2 separate regions of the Sus scrofa genome follow, and region 1 is linked to region 2. A link is a contact called in public Hi-C data. All regions are on one chromosome and are shown on one strand. The core of a region is the stretch at or near the end of the contact, and the rest is flanking DNA. Distances in the headings are between cores, read along the strand shown.

Region 1 (6,005 bases), core at 3,041-5,540, 100 kb after region 2:
TGGTCTGGGTTTCCTCTTAAGATTTTAGTTTGTCTAAATTAAGGAAAAATGTTTTTGACATATATATATATATATATATATATTTTTTTTTTTTTTGGTCTCTCTCCACCCCTCAAAAAATCAGCTAGAAATCTTAACCTTTCGGTTTTTCTTGGTGTTTTAATGGGCCCAGAACTGTTGGTTTAAATTTTTATATATGTTTTCTTATTTGTGGAGTATTAATTTAAAAACTGGATTTGGGACCTAAAATACTCCTCAGGTTGATGTATTCATGAAGTTTTAAAGTAGCTTTAGTTTTCAAAGTAAACTGGATCTGTGGACCTTAAAGTTACTGAGTTTAAACTACAAATTGTAATGTCATTACTGGACATGTCAGCATCAACTCTCTCAGAATAGCTTGGTCACTTTATGAAGGGGCGTTTTAAAGTTGTTGTTTAGCAGTGACATTTAATATGGTCCAATTGCTTTTTTTTTTTTTAAGTGACAAAAAAAGAATAAGGAACAAACACTATTGCTGCCGAATGCCATAACACTGAGTTGTACAAATTGTGATTGAGGAAATGAAAAGGTTTATACTTTTTAAAAAAAACAAAAACAAAAAAAACTTCAAATGGAATAAATTATTCATGAAGCCTTCATTGTGGTGTCTCATTCTGTTGAAATATTTCCATCTTAAATTTGTGTAAAAAGTAGTAGTAGTATTTTTGTGTCATTTATAAATGAAAAGGGGCAATCTAAAAACTGGTTGATGGACTTTTAACTTCTTTGAAGTACTTTATTTTTTAAAAAGATTTTAATCATATTGGTGTTTAATATGACAGGAAAATTGTGTATATACATAAATACTAATTCCCTTTAGGCTGATCAGTTTGATATGAGTTTTCTAGTCCAAACAAGCTACTTTCAAATATTCAAAGCTTAGTTCTAATTTTTTTTAATCACAAATGTTTTTGAAACATAAGTGTTGTTCATATATGAACAATCCATTGAAAATAACTCTGCCCATTTTGTATAAGCAGCCATTTAAACTATTTCTTGTCCCTAAGTTCCTGCTGGGGTACAATGGGATTGGCAGTGTCTTAAGGAGCAATGGGATGCAGGTTTGATCCCTGACTCCACACAGTGGGTTAAGGATCCGGCATTGCTACAGCTGCGCTTTAGGTCGAGACTTCAGCTTGGATCTGATCCCTGGCCTGGGGACTCCACATGCCACGGGGCGACCACAGTATTTTTGTCCATGCTTAAGCTGAGTAGGGACAAAGCACCAAAATTGTTCTGGCTCAGATTTGTCCCTGGCCTGGGAACTTACACATGCTGTGCCAGCAGCCAAAGCAAACAAACAAAAATTGTTGGTCTTCTGTATTTACTATCATGTATGTCCTGATATTAAACTGACCTGACCTTAGTCTAAATTAGCACTATGCAGTGCCATGTAAGGTATTAGATAAGAGAACCTTATCTGGGTGGACCACTGAAACATCCTTCTAAATGGTCTACTTTCAGTACGTTCTTTACTTGGTAACTGAAAATCCTTTATAGTTGCTTCTTGCTCTAAAGATAGATATTAAAAGACTTAGATGATCTGTCCTCTGCCTATTTCTTCACAAGCCTCAAAATGGCCTGTGAAGCCATTGTTCTTCTAGGCATTTGAGTTCTTTGAAAGCTCCTTGGTTATTCTTTTTTTTTTTTTGTCTTTTTTTGCTATTTCTTGGGCCACTCCCGTGGCATATGGAATATTCAAGAATTTAGCTTTAGTGTGAGTTTTGCAAATAATTAAAATGAAGTTACAAAATTTTAATTACATGGAATTCTTATTTTCACAGTAGTGGAAATAGTTTAGGATCATATAAACATAACTAGTTTGATAAGCCCTCTAAAGTGATGTGAATGGCAATGTAGTGCATACACAAGAGGGAATAGCTGAAATCAAGCTCATATTACTTCACACTGATAAACCGTACATTCAGCAGGTTATTAGTAAGGTTTCATAACTCATACTTGAATTATTAAAAACACCAATATTAAGTACCATACTGTGTGCCATAAACACAGTTCTTGCCCACAAGGTACTTACTTTCTGGTGAGAGGGACAGACGAGTTCTAACAACTATGGTGTAATATGTGAAATGCTATGATGAAAGAAGCAAAGAGTGCCTTGGGAGCATTGAAGAAGGGTACTTTAATGAAGAGACAGGTGATTTGTCAGGGAAGGATTTCGAAGCAAGGGAACACTAGAGGTAAGAAAGGATACTTGGGAGTTACTACATAAAGAGAAAAGGTATTCCAGGTAGAAGGAATAGTAAGAAGGCTCTTGAATAACATGAAGGATTTGGGAAATAAGCTGTTCAGACTAGAATGGAGGCACCATGGTAAGATATGACAGGAGTCCAAGCTAAGAGAGGTCAGACCACAAAAAACATTGTCTTTTGAATGCCACCTTAAAGAAAGTGAACTTTATCCCCAAGCAGGAAAGGGTTTTAGGAGCTGGGATGATTCAGAGTTGGTTGAACAATCATATCTCAAAAGGCTTAACTGGTGGAGCTAGGTCAACTAGAGAGATGTCTCAATGTTAACCTATGGAACCTTGCCTGGACCTAAGTCTACTCAACATGTTATCCATAAAATTAACATAGATATGATAGGTTTAGCCAAAGTAGACAGCCAGTATAAAAGAAGAATAAAAAAGACTTTGACCGGAGTTCCCGTCGTAGTTCAGTGGTTAACAAATCCGACTAGGAACCATGAGGTTGCAGGTTCCATCCCTGGCCTTGTTCGGTGGTTAAGGATCTGGCGTTGTCGTGAGCTGTGGTGTGGGTGGCAGACGAGGCTTGGATCTGGCATTGCTGTGGCTCTGGTGTAGGCTGGCGGCTACAGCTCTGATTAGACCCCTAGCCTGGGAACCTCCACATGCCTAGGGTGAGGCCCTAAAAAGACAAAAAGACAAGTAAAAAAGATCTTGACAGGCAGAAACAATTGAAGAAATCTTACAAAACAGGGTAACTATAAAAAGAGTTCCACGTTGAGAAAACTGGAGCTAGATCACTGCTGAGATCTTTTTACTTTTGAAATTCTATTTCCAAGGAACATGGGTGCTCCTTTAAATCCCTAAGTCTTCTAATTTCTAGAAAGTCATTTACTGGGCAATAACTTATGTAAAAGCACCTATGATGCCTGAGACTGGTTTTTTTTTGTTTGTTTGTTTTTTCTTTCTTTCTCTTTTTTTTTTTTGTTTCCTGGCTAAGTCTGCAGCATGTGATGGTTAGGGATGGAACCTGAGACACAGCAGCCACCCAAGCCGCTGCAGTGACAACGCCAAATCCTTAACTTTGCTGCACAAGAGAACTTCTCCTTTTCTTTTTAAATTTTTAAAATTTATTATTTTATTAAAGTATAGTTGATTTACTGTGTTGTGCCAGTCTCCTTTTCTTTCTTTCCCAACCTGATTGAAAATTAAGGTAGAAAAGAATAAATCAAAGCCATTCAGGGGTGAGAATGTTCACTTCATCCAGGACTTAGAGTATAGGAACTATATAACACATTTCATCAAACAAATATAAGACACCAGTAATTGTAAAACATTATTTCATGTACCACTAAGGAAAAAAATGCTGTACATACATATATACATACATGTATACATACATATATACATATATTCTTTTTTGGTGTGTGTGTGTGTGTTTCAGGGCTGCACCCATGGCACATGGAGGTTCCCAGGTTGGGGTCGAATTGAAGCTGTAGCCACCGGCCTACGCCAGAGCCACAGCAACGCGGGATCTGAGCCGCGTCTGCGACCTACACTACAGCTCACGGAAACGCCGGATCCTTAAGACCCACTAAGCGAGGCCAGGGATCGAACCCACGTCTTCATGGTTCCTAGTCGGATTCGTTAACCACTGAGCCAAAACGAGAATTCCTTGATGACTTTTTAAATTCTTCTACAAACCCAGGATTCCAGAACTTTGGTGCTGGAAGGGCACAGGCAGAGATGGAAAAGAAATGTATGCAGTCTGATTCCTTTCGTGTTCTGATCAATGAACAGTGGGGACAACTTTAACATTCCGTTTCCATACTAATGTACGTATTCATTTGAACGCCACGGTAGTCCTGTGACGATGAAACTGCACTTCGTAAGGACTTAATGATTTACCTTAAAAAGAGTCAGCTGGTAGGGTCTGGAAAGGAGACTGAAGACAGCTAGCAACCTGCTAAATCTTCTCGAGTGAACTTGGCAGAGCAAACCAAGGGGGAGGAAGGGGTGGGGCCGCGCACGCGCGCCGTTGCCTCTGAGCGACGTCTGCGGGTTTCCTTTCACAGCCAGCCACTCTTCCTCTCAGTCCAGTACGGTGGCCGACCGGAGCCAGACGCTGGGGATGAATGAAGGTGCTGTGTGCAGGTTGAAACGGTCTGCTCTGCTTTCCTCTCCCTTCAGTCCGGGCTCTGCCTTTGTGCAGGGTCCGCATCCAGCCCCTATCGCACCGCCGGACCAATGGGTTCTGGCGTCTGGGTTTTTGGTGTCCAGGTCGACTCAGGGCACAGCTAGGGTTGGGGAATCCGGATTATCGCCTAGGCCCAACTTCGGACCGCGCTCTCGATTTCTACCGCGTCCCGCCTCTAGAGCGTGGAATCCGGGTGGGGTCCCGGGAGGTTGGAGGGTAGATCTTAAGGTATGAAGCTTCCGCTTCTCAGGCTCTTAGAGCGTTCCGAGGTCCGTGTCCGCCACCGGCCCGACTTTTCTCAGCCAGAGGAACTGGTTGGTTCTCTTTACGCCCAGGGCGAGACCTATGAGCACACAGGTCTTGACGCCTCTGCTCTATCAGCCCGCCCCTCTGTTAAAAGGCCAGCTCCTCTTGCTAAAATTAAAAGCAAAACAGCATTTCTGCCCACGACTCTTTGTTATTTACGATTCTGCAGTTTTGTGGGTCTCAGAGGGGATGGCTTTGGCTACCTGCTACTTGCTGTTTTGTTTCTGATTACTCTTGAAGACAGAAAAGTGCCCAAGTGGGACTCAGCTTTCTCCCACAGCTAATTGCACCTCCACAGCTGTTTTGTTTTTGTTTTTGTTTTTTTAAACTTAGGAACACAGGAGGTATGGCATACTGTTTTTGTCTCCAGAGCGTTGAATCTGGCATTGCTTCTGGCTAGTGAGGCTATTTAATAGTGGTTCCACCGACTCGTGGAGGGTGGGAAAGAGAAGTCTAACAGTGCTTTACGGATGTTGGGTAGGCATGTGAAACGAAAGAGGAGCGTTCTTTACTATGCTGATCTTTTACTCTACGTTGTGGCACTCATGACTGGTATAGTGGAGAAAATATTGGACTGGGTTTTAGTAGATGAGAGTTCAGCGTTAGATTTTGCCACTGACTAGTAATACTACTCAGAGCCAGTTACTTAGTCCCTCGGGGTTTCATATTCCTTCTTTGCAAAATGGGAGTATTACAACAGAAGATCCCCAAGGCTGGAAGAGACGTTAATATACTCTGTTTTCTTTCTCATTTTCCAGATGGCAATAGAAACATAGGGAGCCTTTAATTGTGCCAGGAATATTGCCAGCGACTAGTCCTATTAACAAGAGACCACATTTTTCAGAGTTGTTAAAAAGAGAGGCATTCATGCATGTGGAGTTATACCCCTACTTTCTCTTTCTTTTCTTTTTCTTCATCTTCTTCTTCTTTTTTTTTTTTTTAACCACTAGGATCAACTGTGATAATGACCGAGTGTACAAGCCTTCAGTTTGTCAGTCCTTTTGCTTTCGAAGCAATGCAGAAGGTGGATGTTGTTCGTTTGGCATCTTTAAGCGATCCAGAATTAAGACTTCTCCTGCCCTGCTTGGTGCGGATGGCACTTTGTGCTCCTGCTGACCAGAGCCAAAGCTGGGCTCAGGATAAAAAACTCATCCTTCGTCTTCTTTCTGGAGTAGAAGCTGTCAATTCCATTGTTGCATTGTTGTCTGTGGACTTTCATGCTTTAGAACAGGACGCCAGCAAAGAACAGCAGCTTAGGTA
Region 2 (6,703 bases), core at 291-2,790:
TTGAACCCTTACTTTGAAGTGTAATCCAGTCAATAACTGAATGTTTCGTGGGGAAGGAAACTAATGTCTTATTGGGTTCCTACTTCTTACTATTAATTCATCTGCAAATTTACAGGTATCAAGCACCTACTGTGTGCTAGGAATTTTTTTTTTTTTAAGACGCCAGAGAGATAGCGGAAAACCAAAGTAAGTCCCAGTTCTCCTGGAGATGACACTCTAATGGGCACTTTACATACACTGGTTCACTTACTCCTTACAATAACCATATGAGGTAATGATGACAACAACAATAGATCAGTCTAAACAATGCATATCTGTGCCCAGCACTTGTCTACCTGCTTTCTTTGTATTAATTCAATTACCACAACAACCCTGTGAGGCAGGGGATATGTTTTCCTCATTTTACAGATGAGGAAACTGAGACAGAGAGGTAAGTGATTCTCTCAAGCTTCAAACCCAAGCAGTGGGGCTCTAACTCCCAGGCTGTTAGCCGCATGACTATATTGTTTCATTTACGTTTCGTTCGTAATATCACAACTTTCAAGCGGCTGAGTCCTATCGCAGATCTAACTCCCAGGCCCACGGGTTTGCGCTGCACCCCAGTGGCCTTGTAGAATAAAGGAGAAGATCTAGGAATTTTTGCAACACTTCTAAGGAATTCAAACGGATTTCAACGTAATTCCCAGATTTGTTATGTGAACCCTGTAAATTCCCCGGGAAGAAGTAAGATAGGGCCAGGGCCCTGGGTCATCTCACGGTGGCCGGGGCACCCAGCAGATGGCGCTATCTTAGTAGCCACCAGCTGGCTGCCCAGTCCCCCTGGGCTCACCGCCTCTGCTGAAAGCTTCCCGGCTCTCCTTCGCTCCCTTCTCTCTCCCCCTCCCCACGGAGCCCGGGCGCACGTGACCTCCAGGCGGCCAATGGGCGAGCAGAGAGGGCGAGCTGGTCCCTGTGGCCGCCATTAAAGCGAAGGGAAAACCCGTGAATTCGGATTAAAGGGGGAAAAACACCGCCCGCTGGGCCCACAAAATGGGGGAGACTACGGCGTCCCGGCGGTGAGGCCGCAGGAGAGCGGACGTTAGGCCGGCTTGGCCCAGGGACGACACGAAGACACAGCCAGAGAATGGTCTGAGCCCGCAGACGCCGCCACCACCTCCGCCACTGAGGAGACTCTGGGCTTAAGGACATCGCCGCTGCCGGGTCGGGGGCCTGGGCTTCTCTCCCGGTTCTCGCCCTTCCCGCCCCTCTGCGGGCGCCTCCCCGCCCGGGAGAGCCCTCCAGGGCCTGGGATCTGCCCTCTCGGACTCGATTTTAATTATTTATTGTGTAATTTATTATATTTTCTTGTGGCAGGGGCACACATCCCCTCTGTCCCCGAGAGGGACGGGCGTCCGCGGGCTCCGCGGCGGCCGCAGTCCGGCCCGCGGGGCGAGCGCGGCGCGGCCCTCCCGCCTCCGGCTCTCGGCCCCGGGCGGCTGGGTGCCGGCCGGGCGGCGGGGACTGCTCGCGGCGGCGGGGGGGTGGGTGGGGAGGGCGGGCGGCCCGGCGGCCTCCTCTTCCACCGCCCCCCAACCACCACCCCCCCGCCCTCCCCGGTGTCTGTGTTTCTCTCTCTGGTCGGAGGCGGCGGTAATGGCGGATGGTGGGTTGTGGCGCCGGCGACGGCTGCTGTGAGGGACGATGAGTTCCTCCTTCGTGCCGAACGGGGCCAGCCTGGAAGATTGTCACTGTAACCTCTTCTGCCTGGTGAGTGCGGGGCGGGGGCCACGGCGAGCGGGCGTTGGGGGAGGGGCCGCGAGGTGCGCCCTTGGGCCGTGGGGGAGGGGGTCCGGGTCGGTTCCAGATGCCGGAGTCCCCGGGCTAGGCCCAGCCGGAGCCGGAGCCGGCGCGGCGGCCAGCTCGGCACCAGCCCGGCGGCCGCGGTCCTCTCCGGCGGTCCCGGGCGCTGTGTTTCGAGTGTCGGCCCTTTTTCTCGTTTCTGACTCTTTTTCCCCCTCCTCTGGTAGTCTGGTCTTTAACTTGGGCTCCTTATCCGGCAGGACACTAGCCTTTCCCTCTGTTTCTTGCTTAACTGTTGCTCTCCTCCTCATGGACCGTGTATCCCTTCTTCACACTTACCCATTATTGCCCGTTCTCCTTCTGTCTCACTCTGCTCATCTGGTTTCCCCCCAAAAAGCGGACCCCGGAACTTAAGCACTCTTTTCGTTGTCCATTTTTTATTGTGAGTCAAACTATATAGGGGGGTTGGTTTCTTCCTTGCGCGACTTCAGGCTCTGTGTAAAAAGGAGTAGATGCCATTTCATATGTTTTTTCTTCAAACTTTGAAAACAACTTGCCATTTTGACAATTTTTAGCCATTTTGCTTTTATTAGAACATTATGTTTGTGAGAGTGGAGCGAACCAGAGGAGGAGGTGCTGTGGTTTTGCACTAAATATTTTTGTATTTGTCTAATTTGCCTTCGTTTTTAGCATATTTTGAGGGGGCTGTTCCTTTTTTTATTGGAAAGTCAGGGAAAGCTAGATTTAGGGATGATAATTGTGTACGTTGGCCCAGATCTGGGAACATCCAATAAAGACTTTCAAAAGTACCAACTGTTGCAAATATTTAGTTTTCAATTGGATAGTAACTTAGCTTCATCAGTGATTTAAAGTTTAGGTGACTTTCTTTTTTCATTTTCCCTATCCTATGAGAAATATTAAGAGAGTGTGTGATAGGTAAGTGAATTGAGTGGGCGGAGCACAACTAGTTGGCCAGTGTAAACTGCCAGTCATGTATCAGCAGTTTCATTTTTGGCACCTTGCGCTTTGCACCTTTAAGTTAGATTCAGAATTACAAGTTCGCTCTAATGAATTTCTTTTCACGATGCTAAACTGAGATCTTTAATTTTTATCTAAAAAATAAAATGTTTTCTTGTACAGTGTCCATTAATTTGCATCTCTTGAGCTGTAAGAAGACAGCGGGTTTTACATTTCTGTCTTCTCCAACTCAGTCTATTTTTGGTACTTTTAGGATCAGGTTCTTTGAAGATAAGACTAGCACAAATCTGACGGTTCTTTGTCAGCAGCTATTTGACTTTTCCTAAAAGGAATATGTAAAGATTTAACAAGATTTTTTTTTCAGTTGTAGTTCAGGTTTCTTTTCGTTAGAGCCATGACTTCTATAAACATGGAATGATGAGTCTTTAAAAATTAATTTTCTGTTATAAGTTTGTCACCAAGGAACAAATGTAACCAGTCAGAACAGAAGTTAGGACAGAGAGCAAATGTTTACTCAGTGTGCAATGTTAAAGTACATGTTTATGTTTAATATTAAGCTTCTTTTATTTCTCCTTGGGACACATTTATTGACTTGTTATTTAGTGACATGTCAGTGTTAATTTTTAAATTGTTTTTGTTCTTTTCCTTTGATTTTTGGTTATTGAATTATCAGAACTAATAAACATTTTTGGGGTCAATCTGCTTTCGATATCCTGAGCATACATTAAAAATTGTAATGACTTAATGAAGAGACTTTAAAGCAAGTGCTTTTGATTTTGAGTGAATATGCCCTAATAAAAAAATCATACTTTGTTTTCTTCAGGCTGACTTGACGGGAATTAAGTGGAAAAGATATGTATGGCAAGGCCCAACTTCTGCCCCTATTCTGTTTCCGGTGACAGAGGAAGACCCCATTTTGAGCAGTTTTAGTCGCTGCCTTAAGGCAGATGTGCTTGGTGTTTGGCGGCGAGATCAAAGACCTGGAAGAAGAGAATTGTGGATATTTTGGTGGGGTGAAGACCCCAATTTTGCTGACCTTATTCACCATGACTTGTCAGGTGAAAGCAACTTACATTTCTAACTAATGATGTAGCCATGTATACTCTTCCCAAAAACGTTTGTATTACAAATTAAGATTGAGGGGGGGTGGAACATTGTTGGGTATGAAACCAGATAAAATTTCAGCTTCATGTTTCATTTCACTGGTTATTTTATTTTACTCAGAATTATGCTTATTATGGCAGGCTTTTTAAGGCTTTAAAAACTTTATTCTTTATTCTTTTTAGCTTTCTCATGAATTTTTGGCAGACAGGGCCTAAGGAAGGCATGCTACATTAATTACCCTAAAAATGTAACCAGGGGAACATTACCTAACAAAGTCATAAAATACTTTTGAAGCCAAGTTTAATTCATCTTTGAGTCATTTCTGCCACTGCTTTCTTCTGTATGAATATGCAGACCGTTGTAGAAGTATCTAGAAGTGTTGTAATTTTCTCATATTTTTTTTTAGGCATATAGTAATTTTTTAAATTTGCAATTCTTAAAAAATTAACATATGAAGGCATTTGTTAATTTTGTTATCCTTGGAAAGGGATTCATTTATTTTAGATACTGTTCCATCAAAGGCTATCTTTAATATAAAAATAGCTTTTATAGTGGGACATGGGATCATAATCTAAAAAGTTAGAGAAATAATTTTATTATGAGCAAATCAGTAAGACTACTGCCAGTGTTATTTTCTTGACATTTAGGACCAAAGGTTACTTTAGAAAAAGAAACTATAGCTCTTCAAGTAATGACTGAAGCTTGTGTTTACTTTAGATTGTAAGAGTCCATGTTAAAACTGAATCTTTGATGATAGGAATGTAAATATGATTAGTTATTTCCTGCAGGGTACCAAAAACTTAAACAAGATGTTACATAATGATTCTTGACCAGTAAATTTAGAATTTTTAGGTAACTGAAATAATCATTCTTATTTGAAATCGAGTACCCTAAAGTTTCTACTATTGTCCATTTGACCTGTTACAGAACCTATTTTGTTTTTGGATGATATGTAATTCGGGTGACTATCTCAAACAAGCAGTCAGTAAGACCAGTGTTTGTGCAGGAATGTGTGTGTCACATTTGTTTTGGTAGTTGCTTTTTACCTTCTAAGGAGCAAATTCTTCAGTGTTAATACTTATTTTTTTGAGTGGTTGCAATTCTTTTATGATAAATGCTTTCCAGCTTTCCTAATAAGATCCTGCTGGAGAGTCTGGTCCTTAGTTTTAAATATGTAGTGTGGTTTTAAATATGTTATATGATGTGTTTTGTATACATGTATATATACATGTATACGAAACATGCATGTAAATCAGGATATAATATTACTTTACAGCATCAGCAAGATGATACTTTGTAATTGTCATGCCAAAAGCTAAGCCTGCTGGCTTTGTTTTTCTTTCCTTGACTTGGGTATGCGTCAGTTATTTTAATGTTTGCATGTTCATGAATACCACTTTATTACAATATTTGAAGACTTGTTTTAATGTTGACAACTATAGATAAATTATAATTCTCACTTGGGGGTTTTAGTTTTCTAAATAAAGTTGGCAGAGCATCTGAACAGGCCATCTTTCTCTGCAAATTCCATGAAATACATTTTGTGGAATCAAAGATAACTTTAACAGATATGTGCTATTCATTTTACCATAGTAGGAGTAATGTTTTCAAAATTAGAAGCCTGTTAAAGTTAAATGTGAGTTGTTTTGATGTGTATTAAAATATTGTGTGGGTATTTTTTTTTTAATGTTTCATGTTGTGTGTTAGGTATGTTTTCTCCTGAAACTTCTGTAGTTTAACTTTGTTTTTTAGCATAAATTTTTAAAAATGGTAATACTTATAATACTTTAGACTATTGATTTGTATGAAATGAAAGTAATTTTGGAAAATTAGGCTTTACGTGTAAGATTTTGCTGAATGCCATTGAATGGTAAATAACTTTTAAGTATTAGGGTGTAAGCAACTGAAATAGTAAACTAAAATATATTAGTAGTTGTATGTAATCATATTTTGCTGTTACAAAGTCTGTCCTGTACGTTTTAAACAGTTTTTGTAGCCAGTGGTATTTTTATAATGTTTTAGCTTTTTTTAAGCCTGTCATTTACTTGAGAATGTTTTTACTTAAATCAGACATATCTTGAATAATAAGGTCTTTTCAGATAGAGTATATTTGTCTCGCCCTTTTCTTTGCTCCAGGGACACCGTCTGCCTCCCTTTTGGGATAATTAGTCTGCCTCTGTCTCTCTAGCTAACCCCTTTTTTCATTTCTTCCCATCTGTGGCACTCTATCCCCTTCTTTTAAGCTCCCCTGAGAAGAGAGCAGCTGGACAGTAGGGGTGGCATCAGCTGCAGGAGGCAATCCTGAGTTCCAAGTGGAGGTGTAGCAGTGAGGAAAGGGGAACCGGAAGGACCCAGGTGGTAATAAAAAGCTGGTTAATTTAGTTTGAGCCTGCTCTTAACAGGCAGTGTCCTTATGTTTGGTTCAGCACCCACCACATCTTGTTACTGAAATATTTGTGATTATGGTGGTAATATTGCCCTGGTGAGAGAAGGAGGGAGGTATTTATTTTTGAAGATTAGTTTTTCTTATTAATAACTAAAGTATAGAATTGTCTTCCCTTAACTCAGTCTCCTTCGTGTCATCCATAGTGTATTTTTTTAAAGTAATTTTTTGTTTTACAATAGTTTTGGATTAACATAAAAGTTGTAGAGATAGTTCTAGGGAGTTCCTGAATAACCCTCACCTAGTTTCTTTTCATGTTAACATTTTTCATTAGGATGGTACTTTTTTCACAGCTCATGAACCAATATTGGTTATGTTAGGATTAACTAAAATCAATACTTTATTTGTATTTTCTTTATTTTTATTTGATATATTTTTTCTGTCCTATCATCTCACTAA

Evidence for each region. A called contact is a pair of places that touch in the nucleus more often than the background predicts.
Region 1: a contact with region 2 is called in a Hi-C map of skeletal muscle, with 4 times the contacts expected there. The contact joins the promoter of INTS2 here to the promoter of MED13 in region 2. A contact is called at or near these places in 3 of 5 promoter capture datasets (fetal liver, fetal skeletal muscle and liver), 7 of 47 Hi-C or Micro-C datasets (blood, embryonic fibroblasts, fetal heart ventricle and 4 more) and 2 of 2 datasets of contacts at active chromatin or transcription factors (alveolar macrophages and skeletal muscle).

What each region holds. Positions count from the first base shown.
Region 1 is chr12:36,430,103-36,436,107 of Sscrofa11.1, forward strand. INTS2 (integrator complex subunit 2) reads left to right here and starts at 4,291. Exons shown (of 25, transcript XM_021067302.1): 1 at 4,291-4,396; 2 at 5,696-6,002. The coding sequence starts at 4,378. It overlaps MED13 (mediator of RNA polymerase II transcription subunit 13), which reads left to right. Exons shown (of 31, transcript XR_002337203.1): 31 at 1-638.
Region 2 is chr12:36,332,201-36,338,903 of Sscrofa11.1, forward strand. It overlaps MED13 (mediator of RNA polymerase II transcription subunit 13), which reads left to right and starts at 1,541. Exons shown (of 31, transcript XR_002337203.1): 1 at 1,541-1,746; 2 at 3,581-3,815.